Regions from separate parts of the Callithrix jacchus genome. Here region 1 is linked to region 2. The links are chromatin contacts, called in public Hi-C maps. All regions are on one chromosome and are shown on one strand. Each heading gives the region's core, a stretch centred on a gene start, on an enhancer-like site or on the middle of the called end of the contact. The rest is flanking DNA. Distances are from core to core; before and after follow the strand shown. Region 1 holds the start of ENTPD6 (ectonucleoside triphosphate diphosphohydrolase 6). Region 2 holds the start of APMAP (adipocyte plasma membrane associated protein).

Region 1 (5,252 bases), core at 1,130-3,629, 190 kb after region 2:
CCATAGAGGAAATAACATGAAAGGTGACAGAGAATAACTAGAGGAGGCCACGCTAGATAGAACGGTCTGGGTATTAAACATCAAGAAAGGATCTACCAAGGGAAGATTTGGTGCAACACACAGCAGAGCTCAAGCCAGCAAAAAGATTTTACTTTCGCAAATTCTAGAAACGCTTAAGAGTGAAAAATGGTGAGAAGGGAGGAAGTGATAACACATTTCCTGAGTGCAGCAGGCAGACACAGGGCCATCACCGCTCCACGACAGGAGCTCAAAATACTAGGAAAAGTGCAAATTAAAACCGTGAGATACAGTTTTGTCATTATTGGATTGGCAAAGATCCAAAGGTCTGGAAAGACCCCACCGGTGAAAATGTGTGGAAACCCACAGTCTTAAACATTATTTGCCAGACTGTCAATGAGGCACAGTCCAAGGAGGGCAATTTAGCCATTTTACCCAACACATTAAAGGACATACCCCGCCATAGCCAATTCCACCTCTAAGAATATGTCTGACAGATTCAACTACCTGCAGCACAAATGCAGTCCTCAGGATCCAGTCGCATTATTCCTAACAACAAACAACTGGGGAAAACCTCCAGGTCCATCCGCAAGGGCCCGCAGAGCCTAACCTCTGTAGTAACCAAATCTCAGGGGCAATGTCCAACCAGGCGCTTTTGTGCCACCTTCCAACAGGAACCGCACGCCCGACTGCCAGGCCTGGTCTATGCATTGCTCCCGAATCCCATACAGGCAGCGCTTGTTCGCTCTCAAAAGTGTCCCATCCTGGGCCGGGCGTGGTGGTTCACGCCTGTAATCCCAGCACTTTGGGAGGCCGAGGCAGGTGGATCACGTGGTCAACATATCGAGACCATCCTGGTCAACATGGTGAAACCCCGTCTCTACTAAAAATATAAAAAAAATTAGCTGGGCATGGTGGCGTGTGCCTGTAATCCCAGCTACTCAGGAGGCTGAGGCAGGAGAATTGCCTGAACCCAGGAGGCGGAGGTTGCGGTGAGCCGAGATCACGCCATTGCACTCCAGCCTGGGTAACAAGAGTGAAACTCCGTCTCAAAAAAAAAAAAAAGTGTCCCATCCTGAAAATAAACTCTTGCCCAGTTGGTGCTCCAGGAACCTGGGCTTCTTCCACCAATAGCTCTCCCAGATGCCCCAGTGCCCCAGGTGGGTCCATCCTTTAGGGCCAGGCCTGGCTAGAGTGCACCCACACCGCCAGACGCTGTGGGCCAGGAAGGGGCTCTGGCTCTCGTGGGAATGAGGGTGTCTAGCATAGGGGTGCATGTGGGCAACCCCCACCATGGGGTCCCTAAGTAAACCAGGGCGTGCATGCCAGGACAGCCAGGAGTTGCAAACTTGGTTATTTTTAGGAAGACATCAGACAATGGGGTCAAAGGCCGGGTGCAGTGGCTCATGCCTGTAATCCCAGCAGTTTGGAAGGCCAGGTGGACGGATCACCTAAGGTCAGGAGTTCAAGACCAGCCTGGCCAACATGGTGAAATGTCGTCTCTACTAAAAATACAAAAATCAGCTGCGCTTGATGGTGCACACCTCTAGTCCCAGCTACTCAGAAAGCTGAGGAAAGAGAATTGCTTGAACCCGGAGGCGGAGCGAGCCGAGATCGTGCCACTGCACTCCACCTTGGGCAAGACCCTGTCTAAAAAAGAAAGAGAAAAAAAAAAATGGGGTCAACAAATGGGGGGCGGGGGTTGCGCTTCATGAACCTGCCTGCTCTGTTGTGGCTGCATTTCCACCGAACGTCGCCTTAAAAATAGAAAAATGAAAAAACAGAAAGTAGCTATGGAAGGATGGGGGAAATTGCACAGGCCGGTCCAGACCTTAAGGTGCCCCCTGCCAGGGACAAGGGCCAGCTCCGCCGCGTCGTTAGGAAACTGGCCAAGGGAACCCCTAGAATCTGGCGAGGGCCTGCCCGGAGACGCTGGGGGAACCAGACTAGCAAGACCCTCCTAGGGGCCGACGCCAGCCCAGCGCAGACTGGAGAAAACCACGAGGCCAGCCGCCTAAACGGAAGCCGGCCGCCGCGCCTCCGCAGCTTCGTCCCCGCGCCCCCTCCTCCCCCTCCCCCTCCTCCTCCCCTCCCCCCTCCTCCCGCCCGCGCCTGCGCAGCTTCGTCCCCGCGCCCCCTCCTCCCCCTCCCCCCCATCCCGCCCGCGCCTGCGCAGCTTCGTCCCCGCGCCTCCTCCTCCCCCTCCCCCTCTTCCCCCTCCCCCTCTTCCCCCTCCCCCTCCCCCTCTCTTCCCCCTCCCCCTCTCCTTCCCCCTTACCCTCCCCCCTCCCCCCTCCTCCAGCCCGCGCCTGCGCAGCTGGGCCCGTCTGCCCCGCCCAGCCTGTGACGCCACGTGCATGTGGGCGGGGCCCAGGCCCGAGGGAGCAGTGGGGTCGTATCCCACCCGTGGAGGCCGTGCTCTCGCCGGCCGGGGTGGGGAAGCAGGAAAGACCGGCCGCCGCCTGCTCCCCGGAGAAGGGCACTGGCCTCCGTGACTGGGGCCGAGCGCGCGGTGCGGGCTTAGCGGCTGGCCTGGGCGCTGGCGGGGGCGGCCGGCGATCACCGGCTCCGGGCGGGCCTCCCCACGGGGGCGCTAAGCGCCGCAGGACGGCCTGGGGGGTCACTCGCACCCCGGGTCCCACCTGCTGCCTTCCTGGTCAGGTTCCACTAGGGCCCCGGACGTCTGGGCTCCGCTGACCGGTGGGGAGCACGTCCAATGTTTTGGGCCGGGGGCGGATCAAGTAGCTGGGACCTCTAGCCCCAGGGGGCCCAGCCCTGCTGGGCTCATTTATTCGGCCCGCGTTTGCTGACCCGGCCCCAGTCTGCGTCAGGGGCAGGCCCCTCCGCTCCTGGATCAGCCCGGCGGGGAAGCCTCGCGCAGCAGTTTCTGGGAAACAGGTAAGATCAGGACAGGGTGTGAGGACGGTTCACCCTGGCATTGGGGTGGTGTCCGGAGGCGCTCATAGGTGGTAAGGACGGTTCTGCCCAAGCTGACCTGTGAGCCGCGGATGCCCCGGACTGAGGGAGGAAGAGGTGAGGTGGGGAGAGCTGGACACCGGTCTGGGCTCCTTCAGTGGAAAACAGTCAACAGCCAGGAGAGCATGGAAAAGGAAGGAGAGATGGGAGGGCCCAGGGGGCCGTGGAAGGGAGGGCGTTTTTATTGTAAGTGCAGCTGTCGGTGCAAAGTGCAAAGGAAGCAGCCACCGGGAAGTGCCTGGGCAGCTCTGGGGGTCCCTCCAGTCATCTGCACTCCAGCATTACCTGCACGAAGAGCACAGGATGCGGCGAAGTCAGCTATAGCCCGCAGGCGGGGAATCTTGAAACCCTGGGCACAGTTCCTTGGGAGAGGTGGATTACAGGGACTCTTCTCCTACCTGCTGTGCAAGAGCCGTGGGCGGCGGGTTCCCCATTGTTACCATTGTGGTGACAGTGTAGTCATTCTTGAAGGACCTGGCCAGCACGGTACAAATCTCGAAATTGCTTTTTGTCCCGCTCCCCGTGCCCTGGAGAGAGTGGCTGGCTACTGTGTGTGTGTCTGCCTCCTGAAGCTTCCGGTGAAGGACCAGGGAGGTGGGCAGCCCTTTGTGTCAGGAGATCTGGAAGCGCCTCCCCTCCCACCACCTCCTGTGCGAAGGAAACAGCAGGTGGTGTTGACGGGGCTGTTCTTGCATCGGTTTTTGCCAAGGGGAGAAAAACCCATTGAAACCTACCAGGAAAATGAGTGGAGGTTTCTAATGTGCTTTATTTTTGGATACTGCGGTGTGGCAGGCATTTGCATTTATGGCCCTTTAGCGTACTTGAACTGAAAACCTGGAAGAAACTGGCCAACAGATTAGGCAGCCATCAGCCCACATCAGATGGCGCCTGTATTTCCGAGAGGTGACCTGCCATCCCCATCTCCTAGAAAGCCAGCGGGGGACAGGGCAGCTCCTACCTCCAACAGCACTGCTCCACCCTGAGATTCTCCTCTCTGACTCCTACCTCCACCTGCTAGAGGGTGGCCCCGGCAGGAGCCACAGCTCTGTTTACCTGTGTGCACCCTACTTCCTACCCCTGCCTCTCCTCAGTCCCCACCTGCTACCTTCCTTACAGCCTCGTCCTACCACCCCTCTCCTTAAAGAACAGAGTGAGATGACTGAGTCCAGGAGGGAGAACACGCTGTGGTGTTAGTGGTTCCCACAGAAACGCCATTGTCCCTCCTGCAGGTGTCTCAGCCATGGACAATCACCTTAACCTAGTGGAATGAAATTGGTGTTTAGATCTGGGCCACAGGGACATGGAGGTGACCTGTTCCTTGGGGAGAGGGGATAGTGTGTGATTACAAGACTTCTTCCCACCCCTGTGCAAGAGCAAGGCTGTTCCTGGTTCTGTGCTTTCTCAACACTGTTCTAGCCAGGTGTGGTGGCTCATGCCTGTAATCCCAGTATTTCAGGAGGCCAAGGCAGTCAGATCACAAGGTTGAGAGTTTGAGACCAGCCTGGCTAACATGGTGAAACCCCATCTCTACTAAAAATACAAAAATTAGCTGGGCGTGGTGATGGGTGCCTGTAATCCCAGCTACTCAGGAGGAGTTGAGGCAGGCGAATCATTTCACCCGGGGAGGCAGAGGTTGCAGTGAGCCAGGATCGTGCCATTGCACTCCAGCCTGGGCGACAGAGTGAGACCCCGTCTCAAAAACAAAAAAATACTGTGTTCTAGTTGGACTCCTATTTTTGTCTTCCTGAACTTGTTGGTGTGTAACTATGTAAGGCGAGTCTGTGTATGTGAGTGTTTTTTGGATATGTACAGTATCTCAACTTGATTCTTTCCAAATCGTTTTGACAGTTTAGGGTGCCTTGGAATTCCATGTGAGTTTTATAATTTCTTTTCTATTTTTGCCAAAAACATTGTTGGAATTTTGACAGATTGCATTGAATCTGTAGATCACGTTGGGTAGTGCTGACGTCTTGTTGTTAAGTCTTCCAGTCCGTGAACACAAGACACCTTTGTGTTTGTGTCATCTTTAAGTTCATTCATCAATGTTCGTAAAGACTTCCACCTCCTTCTCTAACATGATTCCTACGTATTTTATTCTTTTTTATGCTCTTGTAAGTTGAATTGTTTTCTTAATTTCTTTTTTTTTTTTTTTGAGACAGAGTTTCGCTCTTGTTGCCCAGGCTGGAGTGCAATGGCGCGATCTCGGCTCACCGCAACCCCCGCCTCCTGGGTTCAGGCAATTCTCCTGCCTCCGCCTC
Region 2 (4,807 bases), core at 587-3,086:
TGAAAGAGATCATTACAGATATACAGAAAAGGGATTAAAAAAAAACAAGAACAAACACAGGGAAACAGAAACAATGTTCATGGATGGGGAAGTCAAGAAAGTAACTAAATGCAAATAAAAAAGGCACATTGGAAAAGATCAGGCAGTAAAAAACGACTTCAGAATCACATTGACTTAGTCATTAGGGAAGAATCCCCACAGGGAACCTGAAAAAAAAAATTTAATCTGCCTCTCTGCCCTGGGGCAGAAGTGTGAGCAAGTCGAGGGCTGTCCGCCCTGATTTTCAACACCCTCCACCTAATGACAAACTCAGGCCACTGCTCTTTCATTTCTCAGGTAAAAGTGCCTTGTTTTTAAGACTTCTGTAGGAAACGGTTGCCGGTTCTTGCATGTCCACTCTAAACGGCTTCATCAACAGATGATTTATTCACGATAAGTAGGGTGACCAGATTCTCCCAGTTTGCCCAGGTTTAGCCCTGAAAGTTCTACATCCTTGGAAACCCCAGTCCAGGGCAATCCAGAATGGTTGGTCAGGATATATGGGAGCATCTTCCTGATCTTTCCACTGGCCCAAGGAGTCAACTGTCACTGCAAAGTCTTCTCTCTAAATTGCCTCTCTAGAGCCTAAATGCTCCTCCCTGCCATTGGTCTCCTTCAAATGTGTGCCTCCTATCATCAGTCAATAAACTCAGTAACAAGGGCAAAAACTGCCTCTCATTCATATGTACCACACACCACCTCTTGGCACACTACTGATGAACAAATATTTCCAGTATTTCTATCAAATATAAGTCAGTCAGTTTCACAACTTCGAGCTTGGTCTATGGGGCCTCTTGAGTCTCCCTACAACTTCAAAGTGACAAAATTCAGGACACAAAATTGAAAAGTGAATTTTGAGTGTCTTATATTGAAATCTATGTTTACGGATCATGATTCAGTTTTTGGCTAACAAAATGTAGCATTTTTACATTCTGGAAGATGGAAGAAGAGCCAAAAAGCAAAACCTGATATTTCTTAGATGTCACCAACTACAGTTTCCTATGTTTCTCCATTCCTATCAGAAAAAACCTGCAAGGGTGAAGTCTCGAAAAAAAAAAAAAAAATGCCTACAATGTCACTTCTGTTCTCCACTCTTTCCAAGAACCGCGGTGAGGTCTGGTCACGCAGCGTGAGGGGCGCAGGTGCAAAAGAGCAAGTGCAGAAGCCATCTCTTGGCCGGATCACCCCAGCATCTCGTGGGACCTCCTCCCTTTAGGAAAGTGCGAGTGGGGGACCAGGAAGACGCAGGGCCCTGACCAGGTGGCTGTCCCCCGGGGGATCAGATAAGCCAAAGGAAGGACAGCGGGAGGGGAGCGAACGAAAGGCGAGGAAGCAACCGCTCTGCAGGGTGGGGCGGGAGTGAGGGGAAGGAAGGCGCAGGAACGGACCCGGAGAGCCAAGGACAACGCGACGACCCGGCACAGGGTGCACCCGAACCTGAAGGACCTGGCAGGTGCATACAGCTTGTCGGAGCCCGTTTCCTCCTCGGAAAAACAAGTTTCCCTTGGAGATTAAACGAGAGGGCATTGACAACGCGCTAGACACGGCATCCCTCCAGGTTACTGTTACCGCCATCGCCGCTGTCCAGCAGGGTCGCCCTCCGCTCCTCGCCGCCTGGCTCAGCGCCGGGTCTGGGAGTCCGGCCTACCTGCCGTCCTTAGCCTCCGGGGCCTGGCCATCATCGTCCGTGACGACCTGCGGCCGCAGGGGCCGGCGCTGTCGCAGCCCGTCCGCCTCGCTCATGGCACCGGCTCCCGACCTCCCACGCCACCAACCCTCACAGAGCGGCGCCGACTCTGGCGCCAGGCCCGCCCTCCCCCGCGCGCGGAAATGACGTTGCGCCCAGTGGCCAATCCTCAGCGCCGTCCCCGCCCCTTCCGGCTTCGTGGGCGGGCGGTTTCCCGCGCTCTTGTAGGCGAAGAGTGACCTCCCACGAGCGCGACGCGGAACCTTCTTAGAACGCGCACCTGGGGCTGCCAAGGTGTCCGCTCGTCTCTCTCCGGGGCCCGGGACGCGAGTGATTCAGCCTCGGCTCGCCCGGCCCAGCCCCTGCGCATGCCGCCTTCGTCTCACGTTTCTGAGGAGTGGAATACTGATGACGCACTTGGGAACTGCTGGCCAGAGATGTTGGCCGCTTTTGTCGTTAGAGAGGATGGCGCTGTTTATTAAATGACAGAGACACCGTTCTTACAGGCAGCGTCAAAAACGCGTTCACACCCTTGGAACGAAGTCACCCCCTGCCTGAAAATTGCATCCTTCCCCGACTGACCCGGTTAAGGGGAAAACTTGGGCTAGAAAATGTTTCCCTCTGGTTAAGGCCTGATGTTGAGTATTAAATCTTTTGTGGCTGTTAAAACAGACATTTGATAGAGTTTATTAAAGGATTAGCCTTGTCTACGGCCATACCACCCTGAACGCACCTGATCTCGGAAGCTAAGCAGGCTCGGGCCTGGTTAATACTTGGATGGGAGACTGCCTGGGAATACTGGGTGCTGTAGGTTTTTAAAAAATAAAAATAAAATAAAAATTTTGAAAAAGAAAAAGAAAAAAACAGGATTACCCTTAAGTAAAGCCAAGGTAGAAGTAGAAATTACCACTAACAAAAGCTGAGAAAGCATCAAGAGGCATCTTTCTTCAACAGTATTGTAGTGAACCAGAAATGTTCCCAGGTGCTGGGAGGTGATGGTGGGCGAACCACAGACAAGGCCTCTCCTTGTGGCAGTTAAACTAGTGGGAAGGATGACTTTAACCAGATCATCATCATAAAATAGACATGTAACATTATCAAACATAGTGATTGCTTCCAAGGGGGAGAACTGGATCTTGTGAGAGCGATTGACAGACAAAGGGATTGAAAGAGGAATTGAATCTGGAGGAAGTGACAGGGAGTGTGTCCAGGCAGAAGAAATCAAAGCCTGTTACCAGTGGCACGAGGAATCCTCTCTGGAAAAGCTCAGTTCAAAATGCAGAGTTAAGAAATAATTTCTTGGAGGATTTCCTGATAGAAACGTGCCATTGCCTTTTTCAGTGACAGGTGGCACTAGAATTCCATGTGAATGTTTTTTATTCATTCAAAGAGCTGAAGAACCAGCTTGAGGAAAGTGTAGAGCTATGCAAATCCAGTTCTGCAGAGATCCCAGGTAAGAATTCAGGCCTCAGCAACATTTTACTTCAGTATGTGTCACTGAGTATCGTCAGTACAGCTGTTAAATCCAGGATAGTGTTAACAATGTGCTGTGTGGTCTGACGCCTTCCTGCCTCTGGACTATCCCTCTTGCCTGCATCCCCCATTTCAGATGCTCAGGATTGTTTACCGTGTCTAATCTCAGGCCCAGCTGCCTTTGTCCTTGAGGTTTCTTCTTCCTGAGATACACTGTCCTTCACCAACACTTGGCTAATTATTTTTGTCATTCAGGACCCACTTCAAGTATCCTTGCTGAAAATTCTTCTCCCAGTTTCCCAAGCAGAACTTCTTCCTCTTTGTCTTCAAGGCTCTTTAAACATGCCCCAACTGTAACAGTGAGCCCGTTGCATTGTGTTCCATGCCCAGTGTTAAAGCCCACGCACGTCAAACAGCCAGGGACACATTCATAAGAAAAATAGAGGCAGTGAGTTGGGTTTACTGAACTTGCTGCAGCGAAGAAAAGCACCAGAGGGGCCGGGCGTGGTGGCTCATGCCTGTAATCCCAGCACTTTGGGAGGTCGAGGCGGGTGGATCACGAGGTCAAGAGATCAAGACCATCCTGGTCAACATGGCGAAACCCCGTCTCCACTAAAAATACAAAAAATTAGCGGGGTATGGTGGCTCTTGCCTGTAATCCCAGCTATTCGGGAGGCTGAGGCAGGAGAATTACCTGAACCCAGGAGGCGGAGATTGCGGTGAGCCGAGATTGTGCCATTGCTCTCCAGCCTGGGTAACAAGAGCGAAACTCCGTCTCAAAAAAAAAAAGAAAAGAAAAGAAAAGCACCAGAGGATCTGTAGGGCTCCAAAAGATGGGGGAGTCATGAGAGTCCTTGTGGGGCTTGGGGACTGGAGTTCGTCCAGTCATAGATAGTCTTGTGGGGGATTGGTCAGAATTCCTTAAAAAGGGGAGCTACCTGAGGAACCAGTGGCTTTATCTCTTGGGACGTGTAAGCCCATTCGGAGTTACTGGAAGGTCAGCTCTTGGGCTTATCCTGAAGCACATATGTCTTCTTATGAAGCATGTAGGTAGCTGGTGTTACAGAGGTCTGAACTGATCATCTGTGCTGCACAGCACGGGTTCAGTGCAGTTTTTCTGTTTTTGACTCACGGTGAAACCCGCTTTGCTTGTATTTGTTTCAGTTCTCAGGTCTCCCACTCCACCTTCCAACCCAGCTGCCAACCAGACCGACTTCATTTCTCGCCGTGCTGAAACCAGTTATTGGCAGAGGAATGGAACCACTGTGATGAGTTCGATCAGGTTTCTTGGCACCACTGACATTTTGTGCTAGATAATTGTTGGTCGGGAAGTGGAGGGGGCCCCTCTCCTGTGCCCTGGTGTTTCAGCAGCATCCCTGGCCTCCCCCACTAGATGGCAGTAGCATCCCACCTAGTCATGATCATAAAAAATGTTGCCAGACTTGGACGAATGTCCCCTCGGGAACAAAACAGCCCTTGGTTGAGAAGCACTGGGTTAGACCAGCCAGAACCCACCCCCGGCCCTGGAAATGGGGCTTGCTTCCATCATAACACTGACCCATGTGGAGGGTGTTTATCTCAACAAAAGCAGGCCTGCCAGTGTGAAAG

What was found. A called contact is a pair of places that touch in the nucleus more often than the background predicts.
Region 1: a Hi-C map of skeletal muscle shows a contact between it and region 2, with 3 times the contacts expected there. The contact joins the promoter of ENTPD6 here to the promoter of APMAP in region 2. A contact is called at or near these places in 3 of 3 Hi-C or Micro-C datasets (induced pluripotent stem cells and skeletal muscle).

Annotation. Positions count from the first base shown.
Region 1 is chr5:31,905,223-31,910,474 of calJac240_pri, forward strand. It overlaps ENTPD6 (ectonucleoside triphosphate diphosphohydrolase 6), which reads left to right and starts at 2,380. Exons shown (of 16, transcript XM_078371580.1): 1 at 2,380-2,916. LOC108591668 (a long non-coding RNA gene) reads right to left here and starts at 3,582. Exons shown (of 2, transcript XR_001911476.4): 1 at 3,393-3,582; 2 at 3,155-3,279.
Region 2 is chr5:31,716,173-31,720,979 of calJac240_pri, forward strand. APMAP (adipocyte plasma membrane associated protein) reads right to left here and starts at 1,837. Exons shown (of 9, transcript XM_078371525.1): 1 at 1,688-1,837. It also overlaps the pseudogene LOC118154120.